Linked DNA regions of Hordeum vulgare: region 1 is linked to region 2. The links are chromatin contacts, called in public Hi-C maps. All regions are on one chromosome and are shown on one strand. The core of a region is the stretch at or near the end of the contact, and the rest is flanking DNA. Distances in the headings are between cores, read along the strand shown.

Region 1 (7,014 bases), core at 907-3,406, 950 kb before region 2:
GGGCTAGGAGGCGCTCCCTATTGACTGTCACCGGCAGCAGCATAGTCTTCTCCGCCCGTATACCCGCGAGGGCATGGAGAGAGACCACGAGGGCATGGAGGGAGACCACGCGCCAGTGGACCCCCTCCAGCTATATTGTATACCGGTCATAACAAAGCAAGTCTCCAAAAGTAAATAATATATCAAAAGTATCTAAAAGTTGTTTACGGACAGAGGACCAAATAGAGGTACAATGGGTAATTTAAGAATCAGATGAAGTTATAGCTTTTAAAATGTGGAGTTCCAATGAAGCCATGAAACCAATGCAAAAGCATGCACGCGAGCTTTTCAGATTCAGATATAACACTATCATGATTCAACTTATCTACAATATTATCATAACTCTGAAAAGCTCCAAGTAATGCAACATTGAGAAATTGATACAACTAGTTAGCAACTTGATAATTGATGTATTAGAATGTCACACTTTGAAGAAGAAAGGTCTGGATGGACCATAAAAGTGTAAATGAAATGTTGCTATCCAAGTATCCAAGAATGCTTTTGAAAGAAACACCTATTTCAAATTCCCATGCAACTCTGAAGAGTATACTAACCTCTCCTCGCAGCAAATTTAAAGCCTGTCCTACATAAGGGACCCACTCCTCTGGAACGAATTCTCTGACTTCGTTCACAGCCGCTGCTGTTCTTAAGGGATCATATATCACTGGACCTTTTCCTTTCACAATGTCAAAAGGTATGTTCATCCCAGGAAGTGGAGTAAGGATATCCGAGAACAAGATAACCTAGGAAAGGCAAATGACCAAAAAAAACTGCATCAATAATTGAACATCAGATACTGGCAACATCTCAAGTTGTGTAAGCCTTTGAGACTTGCAAAAGAGAAATTTCAAAAAACATACAGAAAGGGCCAAAGTCCACAGCTTACTCCATCAGGCTTGAAAACCTTCCATGGCTGCAGAGAGATCTCAACAACAAGGTCAACATTTTCTGATCTTTCACGGAACAAAGGATATTTCTCACAGAGATTTTGGTAGCTCTGTTACAAAAATCAAAATGCCAACATGTTAAGAAAAGAAGGGCCCTCTTTTCTTGGTACAAAAGAAAAATAGCACAACGAAAAGGAGCGATCAGTCATTACTCAAAAACCATGAAAAAAAAATTCATGTTTACTTTAAAAATAAACAAAATATATTCTGCCGTCCAACAACTTGATTTGTTTTTTATGAACAGAACTGCAATTAAAATCGTACCTGGAGGATTTGAAAACAGGATACACTAGGAATGGTCACTATTTCTGCATTCTGCAGATAGTTATGCCAGCCTCTGGTTACCTTAACTAGTCAAGACATCTCACGCCCTATTAAACTAGTAATTACTAATGTAGTTTACAATCATGTATTATCTTGTTATAAACTTATAGTTCGATGTGATTTTCTCAGGCTCAATTCTTACTGAAACCATAGCAACTTCAAGTAATTTAAATTCGCTCTGTCCAGTTGCGTCTTGAGTTAGTGACTCTCTTTCTCTAACTGTTTTCGACTTTATTTCTCTAATTGCATGCCTGGGTGCTAACTGGGAAATGCTTGTGAAGAGAATAAGCGCCGTTTCAGATCATGTCGTTATTTAGAATGAACCTGCCTTCATGTACCTCCCGGCCTGCCTCATGAGCCAGACAGGCGGCCTCTCCACCTTCTTCCCCTTGATTGCGCTCACTAGCAGCGGCTCCTCCGCCGTCCCGGCCACAGCCGCCTCCGCAACAGCCTCTGAAACACCCCCAACCAAAATAACCCCTAGACGCTTACATCTCTCATAAAAATCTTGTGCCAAGCCACCAAACTGGTGAAAAGAGGAGGGGGCAGCTCACCTCCGACGGCGCTGCAGCGGATGGAGGGGAGCGGCTGGCGGGCGAGGCCTGCGCCGGCGCGGGTTGTCATGCGGAGGAGGGAAGTGGACGGCAGCGAGAGGGGCGGGCACGCGGTCGCCATTGAGGCTGGTGGGGCGAGCCGCAGAGTGGGAAGGCGACGACCTCGGCTCCGGGGAGAGTCGAAGCGGATGGGATGCGATGAGAAATCCGGATTTGGGATGAGATGTCTGCTTACGCCGATAATAGTGTGGGCGAGCGAGGATGGCAATGGGTAGGGTATGGGCAGTGTACAGCAATATCATATCCATACCCGTATAGTTAATGGGTATAAAATTCTACCCATATCTATACCTATATAAATATTTTATATAATAAAGCGGTTATTGCTTTCGTTGAAAAACCCATTACAACATTTTTATAAAAAAAACCCTGTAATTTTTGTTATTCAACCCGCGCTTCATCATTTATCTGCAACGCAAAAGGAAAAAACGATTAGCTGCAAAAATTATACCCGTACGCATTGCCTCCTCCCGTCGACCCTGGGCCACCCTCGCATGTGCCCAGGCCGCCGCCACACCACTCGCCGCCGCGGCCGGCATCAACCGTCACCGCTGCCGATCTCAACCCACCCGCCTCCACGGATGTACCTCTCCCCGCTCACTGCCCCTGTTGCGGCGCTCGAGCGCATCGCGTCGACCCTGGTCCACCCTGGCCTGTGCCCAGGCCGCTGCCACACCACTCGCCGCCACGGCCGACCTCAACCACCACTGTTGTCGATCTCAACCCACTCGCCTCCGCGGTCGTACCTCTGCCCGCTTGCTGCCCCCGTTTCGGCGCTCGAGCACAACTTCTGAATCAAATCAACGCGACAGCTACAGCGACTTGGGATGATGCGTCTGCTCGATGCAGAACGGCGGCGGCGCGTGGATAAGGTGCGGCGGAGCGAAGTACTTGCAGGTGGAGGCGGGCCTCGATGGCTCACACGGGAAACTCCGAGGTTATGGCGCGGCAACGACGACTCCTTATGGCCAGATAGAGGCGCCTAACCCTTGCTCCCCTCATCGTATCCCCTCCTCCGGCAGGAACTCGTCATCTGGTGAGATCCCCTCCCCATGCCAACTGTGTGCCAAGCACCGGCAAGAAATTTTGTTTTGTGGGAGTTTGTTTGCTGATGGATGAATGTATTGAATGTAAGATTGCATTGTTGTAGAGAGAGGGAATGGAACACCACCTTCAGTTTGTCATCTGATCCCACATTCTCTACCCCATGAGTGAAATAAGATAACAGTCCATTGATCAATTCACGTAGCCTCTTTGTTTTGCTTTGCTTGTCCCGCTCAATTTCTCATTATGGTGGAATTAACAATGGACGGGTTGATTTCTCAACAAAATAGGATAGGACTGACTACATTAGTTAGTTAGCTTATTATTTTAATAAATCAAAATGATTATAAAAATATTTAAAACGTGTGGTATTTTTTTTCCGTTGCAACGCACGGGCCCTATTGCTAGTCTATACCTAATAATAAAGCGGCTATTGCTTTCGTCGGAAAACCCATTACAACATTTTTATAAAAAAGCCCCTGTAATTTTTGTTATTCAACCCGCGCTTCATCATTTATCTGCAACGCAAAAGGAAAAAACGATTCGCTGCAAAAATTATACCCGTACGCATCGCCTCCTCCCGTCGACCCTGGGCCACCCTGGCATGTGCCCAGGCCGCCGCCACACCACTCGCCGCCGCGGCCGGCATCAACCGTCACCGCTGCCGATCTCAACCCACCCGCCTCCGCGGATGTACCTCTCCCCGCTCACTGCCCCCGTTGCGGCGCTCGAGCGCATCGCGTCGACCCTGGTCCACCCTGGCCTGTGCCCAGGTCGTTGCCACACCACTCGCCGCCACGGCCGACCTCAACCACCACTGTTGTCGATCTCAAACCACTCGCCTCCGTGGTCGTACCTCTGCCCGCTTGCTGCCCCTGTTTCGGCGCTCGAGCACAACTTCTGGATCAAATCAACGCGACAGCTACATCGACTTGGGATGATGCGTCTGCTCGATGCAGAACGGCGGCGGCGCGCGGATAAGGCGCGGCGGAGCGAAGTACTTGCAGGTGGAGACGGGCCTCCATGGCTCACACGGGAAACTCCGAGGTTATGGCGCGGCAACGGCGACTCCTTATGGCCAGATAGAGGCGCCTAACCCTTGCTCCCCTCATCGTATCCCCTCCTCCGGCAGGAACTCATCATCTGGTGAGATCCCCTCCCCATGCCTCCAACTGTGTGCCAAGCACCGGCAAGAAATTTTGTTTTGTGGGAGTTTGTTTGCTGATGGATGAATGTATTGAATGTAAGATTGCATTGTTGTAGAGAGAGGGAATGGAACACCACCTTCAGTTTGTCATCTGATCCCACATTATCTACCCCATGAGTGAAATAAGATAACAGTCCATTGATCAATTCACGTAGCCTCTTTGTGTTTGCTTTGCTTGTCCCGCTCAATTTCTCATTATGATGGAATTAACAATGGACGGGTTGATTTCTCAACAAAATAGGATAGGACTGACTACATTAGTTAGTTACCTTATTATTTTAATAAATCAAAATGATTATAAAAATATTTAAAACATGTGGTATTTTTTTCCGTTGCAACGCACGGGCCCTTTTGCTAGTCTATACCTATGGGTATAAAACTTTACACATATCCATACCCGATGATTATCTGTATTCATTGAATACCCATCGGGTAGAATAAATAGTACACAAGTTGTTCACAACTTTACACCCATTGATAGCACATTTGACACAAATAGATGAGTACATGACCATGAGCAAAATTAAAAAATCACAACATACTCATAAGTTAATAGGAGTAGATGAGTCACATAATAAATTAATAATTAATTGACAATAACATAACATTAGTTCACAAATGGACAGGGTATAGGTATATCCACGGGTACAAGGCTATATACTTGTACCCTAACCATGATTTAACAGGTAGGGTATGAGTACTACCCATAAATAGCCCATGCGGGTACGGTACCCGCGGGGTACCCGTACCCGTGGATAAAATTGCCATCCTTAGGCGAGCCACTGCGATTGGTGTCTCGGATCTCGAGATGGGCCACTCCAGTCGGTGCTATTTTGAGATGATGTAAAAATTTGCCATTTTTATTGATTAAGAAGAAGAATCGTTTAGTTAATTAGAAAAAATCAGGCAAAATCAAGATTACAAACCTTGGCTGTGGCAATGGCTCCAGTGTTATCACAGAAGAGTGTCATCGGACCCGACGCGCTTGGAACCACTCCAAGGTCGGTGATGAGCTCCTTCATCCAAATACCTTCATGGGCCGCTTCTGAAGCAGCTATGTACTCTGCTTCACATGTAGATGCTGCCATGACGTCTTGCTTGCTGCTGCACCAGCTCACTGCCCCGCCATTCAAAAATACACGTATATGGTCTGTGACTTAGAGTCATCCGGATCTGTGTCGAAGCTAGCATCAGCGTAACCCTTTACGACGAGCTCTTCGTCACCTCCATAAACGAGAAACATCTCCTTAGTCCTTTTCAGGTACTTCAGGATATTCTTGACCGCTGTCAAGTGTTCCATACCGGGATCACTTTGGTACCTACCTACCAAACTTATGGCCAGTCTGCCAGGGGGCTTCACAGCGAATTTCTTCGCATACTTGGGAGTCACAAACCTGTATTCCTTCGCCCATCGGCGTTCTATCTTCTACAGACGTATCTTTCTCTTGGCCATTGTCTCATTTTCATCAAGCGTGCAATAGTCCAAGTAAATATCCTCAGGGATATCCACAGCTGTGTTTTGCTCAAGTTTCTTTCCTCCCTTCTGTTTTCTGTCATCCTCCATTTTCTTCAGCTGAGGATTTTGCTGATGAGATTGAACTCTTGAGGATTCTGATGAGACTTGAAGATTTTCTTCCAGAAACGATGCAAATGAGTTAATGTGATGAGAACTGAGAGATTCATCAGCTGACATGCGTGTACCTGTGAACAGAGTATAGTTGCGAGGAATTTGGAGAGGTCATATGCGTTCTCAGATTTGAAGAAAATGAAAAAGTTTGACAGTTTGAGGAATATAACCAGTGGTTGAGGAATTTGCCTAAGCATACTGTTCTTGGGTTCCAGAGTTGTACAGATCCGAAAATTCGCACAATTGAGGAATCTCGTGAAAATCTTAGATGCTTAGCATAGTTCATCAATGATGTGGTGATAGGCAGTGTTTGAGGAATCAAGTGCTTATCGTTTCTTGAGGAAAAACAGATTTCACATAGAAGACATAAAATTTTAGATCTAATCTTGCGGTAAAAATGGGATTTATTTACCCTGGAAGGTGCGCACGAAGAACACAGAAAGGTGTGTGTGGAGAAGCTCTTCGGTCGCGTGTCTAATGCACCCTAACCCGGCGACAGAGGACATCTACGGCGGCGGCGGACGAAGATGGTCCGACTCCGGCGTGGTTCCGGCGACGGAGAAGTCGAGGCAGTGAAGCTCTTCCTCATCGGCGACGAGACTACCAGCGATGGCGCTAGGGTTCAGTGGTGTATGCTGTGGCAGGAGAGCGATGGAGCGAAGAAGAGTATGCCGAGGGGGATAAGGACATATTTATAGCCAAAAGTTACTGTTGGCGTGAAAATTTCGGACCAAACCGCCCCTGCCTCTACGTCTCCGCAGGACACGTGTAGCTCCCGAACAGTGCGGTGGAGATAGTGGAGATCGTGGTTATCCGATCGTGGGAAATGGGGTTCAGTTACTGTGTATTAAAGAAACAATTTTTGAAGATTTGAGGATTTTCGTTACAAAATCATCAGCTGACAAGGATGCAGTGAGGATTTTGAACAAAGTTTCAAGTAGAACGCAAATGAAGAATTGAATAGACTGGATGAGTATAGCATAGAGGGAATGTAGGGTCCGATCACATTCACTTAGCAGAAATATCACCTTGAAGAAATAGCAATAAGTGAATGCTGTTGAGGACTTGAAATCACAGTCTATCTAGTCAAATGAAAGTCATCAAGTGTTTTTTTTGAAGATTTTGTGATAAATCGTCACACTGAAGAACAGCTGTTTTGAAGAAAAACACATTTTGAGGAAATAGAACACTTGAAGAAAATCAACTTGAGGA
Region 2 (7,275 bases), core at 774-3,273:
ATATATTCTAACAGGTGATAATTTAATATAGAAGCTCGCAGTACAATTATCATGCATCTGCCTGAGTGCATCAATTTTTTAAGTGGCATCACAATGGGCCAAGAACTTATTGATGAAGCCAATGATTGGGTTGATTGTAGTGATATGGCATTAGATGTAATGCTAGATGTAACCCCACACAATCAACTGTCCAATCTTTAACCACTTCTGTTCTGGAGCATTTTGTTTTCCTTAATTTACATGATTTAATAAAATAACACATGGCTTGGTTGTAGCATGTTTTGGCTTGAGGCCAAAAGTTGGCATGCCAATTTTCGAGAACGGCCAAATGTTGGTTAGAGATTGGTTACATACCAATTTTCGTTGCCAATCTCATAAAAGGTTGCCAAATGTCGGCAGCTTTTGATTTTGCCAAATATTGGTCAATCTTCTAATGCCACTCCATGTGTCCGGTGTGCTCCATGCCCCGCGTCTTCCATGTTGTGTGCTTGGTTGTCTAGGTTACCCTGTCAATTATTTCGTTGGCTCATGAGTTAATTTTATAACTGTGTAGCACTGATTTCCAGTTATCCAAAACATGTTGTTCACATTTATGGGAGCTCAATATTTGTATGCATTTGACATTTTATACTTGATGTTTGGTTTGTCAATCCAATTCTTTTGGACTCCATTTGATAATGTCAAAGTCTTCATAAACGCATCATTAATATGGTATAAGAGCAACTCCAATAGCTCCTATGAAAACTTTAATGTAATAGTTATTTTATGGAATGTTTATATAGTTGCACGAATTTTTTTGTATAGGGTTATACGTGCGTGCAAGGCCCTGTTTGATAGCAAATTGTTTTCTTAGTATTTTACAAATACTACATTTTTTGAGATTAACATAGTTTTATTTGCAACAAATTTTTGATTGCCCTAGAAACAGTGATTTTAATACTGCAATATTGGAAAATTGTGGTATTTTCGGTGTATAAAAAACAAGACTGCTTTAAAAAAAACAGAGCAGCAAGCAATCGCGTGCATGCATGGATATAATAAAAAATAATCAACTAGCTAGCTGAAAAAACACACGAGAAGTAGTCGTTCTGTTTTTAAATACTTGTTGTTATGAAAAATTTAATTAATTCTTTCGAACAACAAATATTATGGTTTAGAGGTAGTTGTATTCAATCGGCCGGCTAGCTACAAGTCATGTCCTTACAAAGGATCCTGGTACATGCCGTCCCATCGCTGCCATTGTCTGGTCTCTGTCAGGCGACGGGCCAGCTAGCTACTATCAGCGCGTGAATGTAAAGCTCTTTCTGACTAGGTATTTTTACGGTTTTAACCTTATCAGCAAAGAATAGCATAAAATAAACTCAACATGAAAGTATTTTACGATCTAACCATTTTCGCAACGCCACAGTCCGTGATGTTTCTGTACAACATAGAAGCACCGATCTAAACCGGGTTGCTGCTTCATATGGAAACGCCTAGTTAAATTGTGTTGCCTCTGCATATACAAACGCCAAGGCCCTTGGCGTTTCTGCCTATATGGAAACTGTTCTGGGCTGCTCCGGTTGAACGTTTATCAATGCTGGACTGTGTCAGCGCTGTGTTCAGTCATCATCAGCGCCAGTGCACTGTTGGAGCTTGCGTTCATGGCGTCACGGTCTCAAGCATCTTCATCTCACCAAGCTGGCTGGTGGGTGGGTCGTTCGTACAGGCACACGACGAGAGCCCGTGCCCAGGCGCATGCATGCATGCTTGAATCAATTCATGCGCCGTGCAAGGAGCCTTTAATAATCAAAATTTTCATGCTACAGTAACAACAAAAGCTCACCCACGGGTCAAATTGATCTGCTGCGCGCACTGCTTCAGCTTCGCCCACATGCCGTCGCTGCTCGTCGTCTTGCCGCTCGACAGCAACGGCGCCAGTGCCGCCTGACAGAAAAATCCAACCAGGGTGGTCAGAAGTTGGCCTGGCCGCGCAATGCGAATCGTTTGCAGGTTACTGTGTGGTGTTGGTGGTTCGACGAAGACGATGGCAGCGAGAAAGGCCCACAAGTGTGGCGTTTTGCCCTTGTGCAGCAACGTCGGCTACAGCGGCGTTTAGGCTTGGGCACCAACGCAAGTGGCGTTTGGGCTTTTCGGTCTGGGCAGCAACGCGAACTCGTTCGCCGTTTCTTAGTTGAGCAGCAACGTCGCGGATTATGACTTTTCAAAAAGGGTTAGATCATGAAATTGTTTTTAAACGGATTTATTTTATGCTCATGTTAACTAATAAGGTCAAAACAATGATTTTGTCCCTTACTAGTTGGATTTTCGTACTAGTAGTTGTTTGCCACGCAGCAGTGCATCCCAAAGTGTGAGCATAATTTAATATTGCGTGCTTGCACTGCTAACGGCCAGCCAACAAAATTTACAGCGTTGTGCGGCAACAACTAAACAGGTTCTACGTATTCTGAATACTTTAAAATACTGTATTGTGATAAAACCATGGTATCTCATACCTGCAGACAAAATTACTGCAGTTTTGATACTTTGATTTATATAATACTTTGCTATCAAACGCAGCCTTACTAGTCCAGAACAAAATAGAACATGTGCTCTGTAGTTTTGCACCTAAGTGACAGAACACCAAATGTGTATGAGCAGCAGGGGCAACAATGTGACGTTGTAAACTATACTTGTTGTAAACTATACAGCCGGATGCAAAATAATCGAGGGGGCATTACAACATCACTGACAAGTTTAGTTACCTACTAGTAATACATAGCAAGCAGGACAGGTCGATGGGCAGATTTATGACACAGGAAACTCTCACCCTATCATCATAAACACATGGCAAAACGAAGAAGTTTCATAGAACATAGACCATGCCGACCTCCAGGAGCGATGCCGGCGGCACCCGCAGCGCAACGTCCGGGCCACGGCAGTTGCGCCGCAGGAAGTTGTACCCGACCACCGTCAGCTTCTTCAGCACCGACGAACCAGGCTTGGACTGCACGTGTGAGTGCCCCAAGATGAAGGCGGTGCCGGCCTCCCTCGCCGCCGCCAGCGCCTCCAGCTCCTCCGCCACCTGCTTGTCCGCCTCCGGGCTCACCACCAGGTTATCTATGAAGAACCTCACCTGCTTGGGCGAGTTGGACTCGGCTGCGAGCTCCAAACCCGTGCCACCAGGGCTGGTGGCGGCAGGGCGCATCTCGACGGACGCGGCCGAGTGCTGGACACTGTCCTGCAAGTCGTAGCTCGCGTGATCTCGGAGCGTGTTGCTTCCGATCACGGTCAGCCCCGGCTCCCACTCCTCCAGCTGCTCGCCCTCGCTGACCTCGCTGCACCGGTACGAGGCGTTGAGCTTGATGAACATGGCCAGGCTCTCGATCAGCTCCGTCTCGAACGAGTCCACGTCCTGGTGAACATCACGGTAGCCATACCGCACAATGCACCGATACGACCGGTGGCCCGGCGGACCAACTCGGCCGACGAGGTACCGCTCGGCAGGGAACACATACGGCACCGGGACTGACTTGACGCACACGAAGACCAAGACCTTATGGAACGCCGGGAGGTTGGTGACGAAGCGGGAGAAGTTGGCGGGGACGCCCGACGTAAGGTCGGTGTAGACGAGACCAATACCCGGCACACGGACCATGCCGAGCTTGTCACCCAGGGCGAGAAGCCACTCCAGGGTCACCTTGTTCTGCAGGTCAAACTCGTACTTCTTGATGGTCGTGATGTGCCACACAAGCATGACGGCCATGAGAATGAGGGCCAGGAGTATCGGGAGCCATGCACCCTCCAGAAACTTGATGAGTGACGCCGAGAAGTAGAGCGCCTCGACGGAACCGAAGAAGAGGAGGAAGCCCAGGGCAAGCAGGGGTGGCTTGTGCCAGCACACCATGATCACAAGGGATGTCAGGAATGTGGTAACCAGCATCACAGTGATCACTGCTAGTCCTGCACAACACCACAAAATTCAGAAACCAACTATGCCATTTTTAAAGCAACATACATGCATGAATCAAGAAATACAAATCAGATTGCATTGGCAAGACTAGTTAGTTTATCTTACCGGATGCGTTTCCCATGTGCTTAGTGTCTCTAAATCCAACAGTCACAGCAATGCAGAGGATCATGAGTAGCCAGTTGATCTCAGGGATGTATATCTGGCCATGAATTTTCTCAGATGTGTGTACAACTTTTACCCTAGGGAAGCAGCTTAGGGACTGACTCTGATTGATTATTGAGAATGTTCCGCTGATGATTGCTTGGCTTCCAACAACTGAAGCCAGAATAGCCAGTACAAGAACAGGCCATCTCACCTTATCTGAAGTTTTAATTAAAAAAATATATAAGTTAATATACATCAGATGGTATATAATTTTTACTACTTCACCTTTCTTGCACAAGTAAGAAATGGATCTCAACAAAATAAGAAACTACTACGAGAGCTATCACTAATCGCTTTTGTGACATACTACTTCACCTTTCTTGCACAAGTAAGAAATGGATCTCAACAAAATAAGAAACTACTACGAGAGCTATCACTAATCGCTTTTGTGACATACATCTTCACTGAGATAGACAGGAAAGAGTACACATGCAAGTTGTAACAGTCCAGGAGCAACACATTTTATTAGGAAATGATTGTGCAGCATGAGCATCTCATAAGCATCCTTTTTCATTCATTCTAGTCCGAAAATGAGGATTAATCCCCCCTCCCCCATGTTTTCCTTAAGGGCTAAAACCCCAAAATTCTGGCAATTGTCTAAAATGCCCTTCTCAACCCTAAGACTTTGGCATGGCCATTGTTAGGAATATGGAACTTAGTATTCCCATGAGGCCATAGGCCGATATATATACATGTACAGGTTTGGACTATATGCAGAAAACCCCTTATACAACGGGATAAATACGAAGGGGTACATGGCTATATTATATATACTCTAACACCCCCCTCAAACTCATGGTGGATGAACAACACTGAGTTTGGAGAGATAGAAGCCATGTTGCGCTCTAGTCTGGGCCTTCGTCAGGAAATCCGCCAACTGTAACTCGGAAGGCACATACTGAAGAGCAATAACCTGATCCTGCACACCGGCGCGCACATAGAAAGCATCAACACCAATATGCTTGGTGAGCTCATGCTTCACAGGATCGCGCACAATGCTAATAGCACTTGTACTGTCAGATAAGAGCGGAGTCGGTGTAGTGACAGAAACACCAAAATCCTGAAGTAACCACCGTAACCAAGTCACCTCTGCTGTCAAAAGAGCCATCGCTCGCAACTGAGCCTCTGCACTCGAACGGGAAACTGCAGTCTGTTTCTTCGTCTTCCAGGCAATGAGAGAACCACCAAGAAAAACACAGTAAGCAAAAAGTGAACGGCGATCTGAAGGATCACTAGCCCACGTAGCATCCGAATAGGCCTGGAGCTGTAAAGAACTGGAGCGAAGAAAGAATAGACGGTGAGAGATCGTGCCCCGAAGATATCGGAGAACACGAAGGAGGTGACTATAGTGAACCGAGGTAGGAGCGGAGACGAACTGACTGAGAATATGAACCGGATAAGAGATATCCGGACGAGTGACAGCTAGATAGACAAGACTACCAACAAGATGACGATAACGCGTCGGGTCAGGCAGGGGTTCACCATCAGTATCACGATGGTGAACATTGAGCTCCATGGGAGTCTCAACACTGCACTCGTTAGTAAGAACATCACGAGCAAGAAGATCCTGGATATACTTTTCATGGGGTCTATTCGTGAGCTCGTGCCTCTGCCCTACCTATGCATACCCAAGAACAGAAGAAGAGCGCGGACGGTGGCGGACGGCATTGCCGGCAATGCCTGGGCCCGGGACATTCGCGGAGTTGTGGGTCTGCAAGAGATTGGCCAATACCTGAGGACATGGCAGCTCGTGGCGCACACTATACTGTCCACCGAGCCGGACAAGCTCGTTTGGAAATGGACGGCCAATGGTGTCTACTCGCGAGGTCCTGCTACCGGGCCACCTTTCACGGATCGTCGACATGCCGTTCCTGGCAGCTCATTTGGAAGGGATGGGCTCCGCCGAAGGTAAAGTTCTTCCACTGGCTTGCCAACATGGACCGATGCTGGACCGCGGAACGGCTCGCTCGTCGAGGCCTTCCCCATCACACCCGTTGCCTACTATGCGACCAAGAGCCGGAGACCATCAGGCACCTGCTGCTCACTTGCCCTTTCGCGAGGCAGGCTTGGCACGAGACCCTATCTTGGCTGCGCCTAACGGCCCCGTCGCCGGAGCACGATGCCTCACTCCAGGACTGGTGGATGAGGGCGAGAGATGCCACACCACCATCGCTTTGCAAGGCGCTGAGGTCAGCCGCGCTTCTGATGCCCTGGATGATATGGAAACACAGGAATGCGTGTGTCTTTGACCATATCACCCCATCGCTCGATGAGCTCTTGGATAGATCAAAGATGAGACTAGGTGTTGGGCGAGAGCCGGGAACAAAGGGCTTAGGGTAGTGATGGGGTTATAGTCCTAGGGTAGGGTCATAGGCCTGCCCTGTAGGTCCTACCCAAGGACTACCCCTCACAAAGGACAAGGCCCTTAGTCAGCTCCGACTGAATTAAGGAGTCTCCATCATCCAGTCGGTAACAGGTCCTCGATCATCCAGTCGGAGACTAGCATTCGGAGGATATCAAGCTAACCGACTGGATACCACTCGGTACATCGTAACCCCCCTGGAGGGAAACGGTCGTACGTTTCCAGGTGCATTTATTAGCATTTAGGGCGTACGTTACCTGTAACGTACGCATTCAATCGCCACTACTCCACCCCTGTACCGGAACCGTTGTGGAGGGCAGCGCACTCTATATAAGCCACCCTCCCCCGCTGGTAGAGGGGTTAGCAACTCATTGTATTCCATATTTCCACTCGACAACAAGCTCCCTGAGCACTGAGACGTAGGGCTATTACCTCCACCGCAGAGGGGCCTGAACTCATACAACCTCGTCGTAGCTAAGGCTCTGCCCATCCTTTTCGTACCCTACACATCTACTGTCAGGCTTATACCCACGACAGGTGGCGCCCACCGTGGGGCAGGCATCTAAGCGACTTCCGGCGAGTTTGCGACTACTTCCTTTCGTCATGTCGTCCGGTGGAGGTTCGAGCATGGGTCACCAGATCTTCTTCGGCGCTCTCTCCTTCATCATCGACGATTCGGCGTGGCTTCGGGATGCTCCTCTCGACGTCGAGGCGCTTCCCCGTCGTGGGGCTACGCACTTCCGTGCCGGCGCCCGCG

The links. Hi-C and Micro-C count contacts between places; a contact is called where the count stands out from the background.
Region 1: a Hi-C map of leaf shows a contact between it and region 2, with 8 times the contacts expected there. The contact joins the promoter of LOC123448678 here to the enhancer-like site in region 2. A contact is called at or near these places in 2 of 6 Hi-C or Micro-C datasets (leaf and seedling).

Annotation. Positions count from the first base shown.
Region 1 is chr4H:385,224,524-385,231,537 of MorexV3_pseudomolecules_assembly, reverse strand. LOC123448678 (uroporphyrinogen decarboxylase) reads right to left here and starts at 2,156. Exons shown (of 6, transcript XM_045125645.1): 1 at 1,865-2,156; 2 at 1,639-1,763; 3 at 926-1,036; 4 at 594-782. The coding sequence starts at 1,985.
Region 2 is chr4H:384,273,324-384,280,598 of MorexV3_pseudomolecules_assembly, reverse strand. It overlaps LOC123448676 (putative potassium transporter 8), which reads right to left. Exons shown (of 10, transcript XM_045125644.1): 9 at 4,058-4,312; 10 at 2,490-3,942. The coding sequence ends at 2,846. Among protein-coding and RNA genes, the nearest start is that of LOC123448676, 28 kb to the right of the region's middle. Within about 2 kb of position 2,023, at least 2 of the 3 cell types and tissues checked have open chromatin away from gene starts, as enhancers often do. A contact at or near this core is called in leaf, where this site is marked.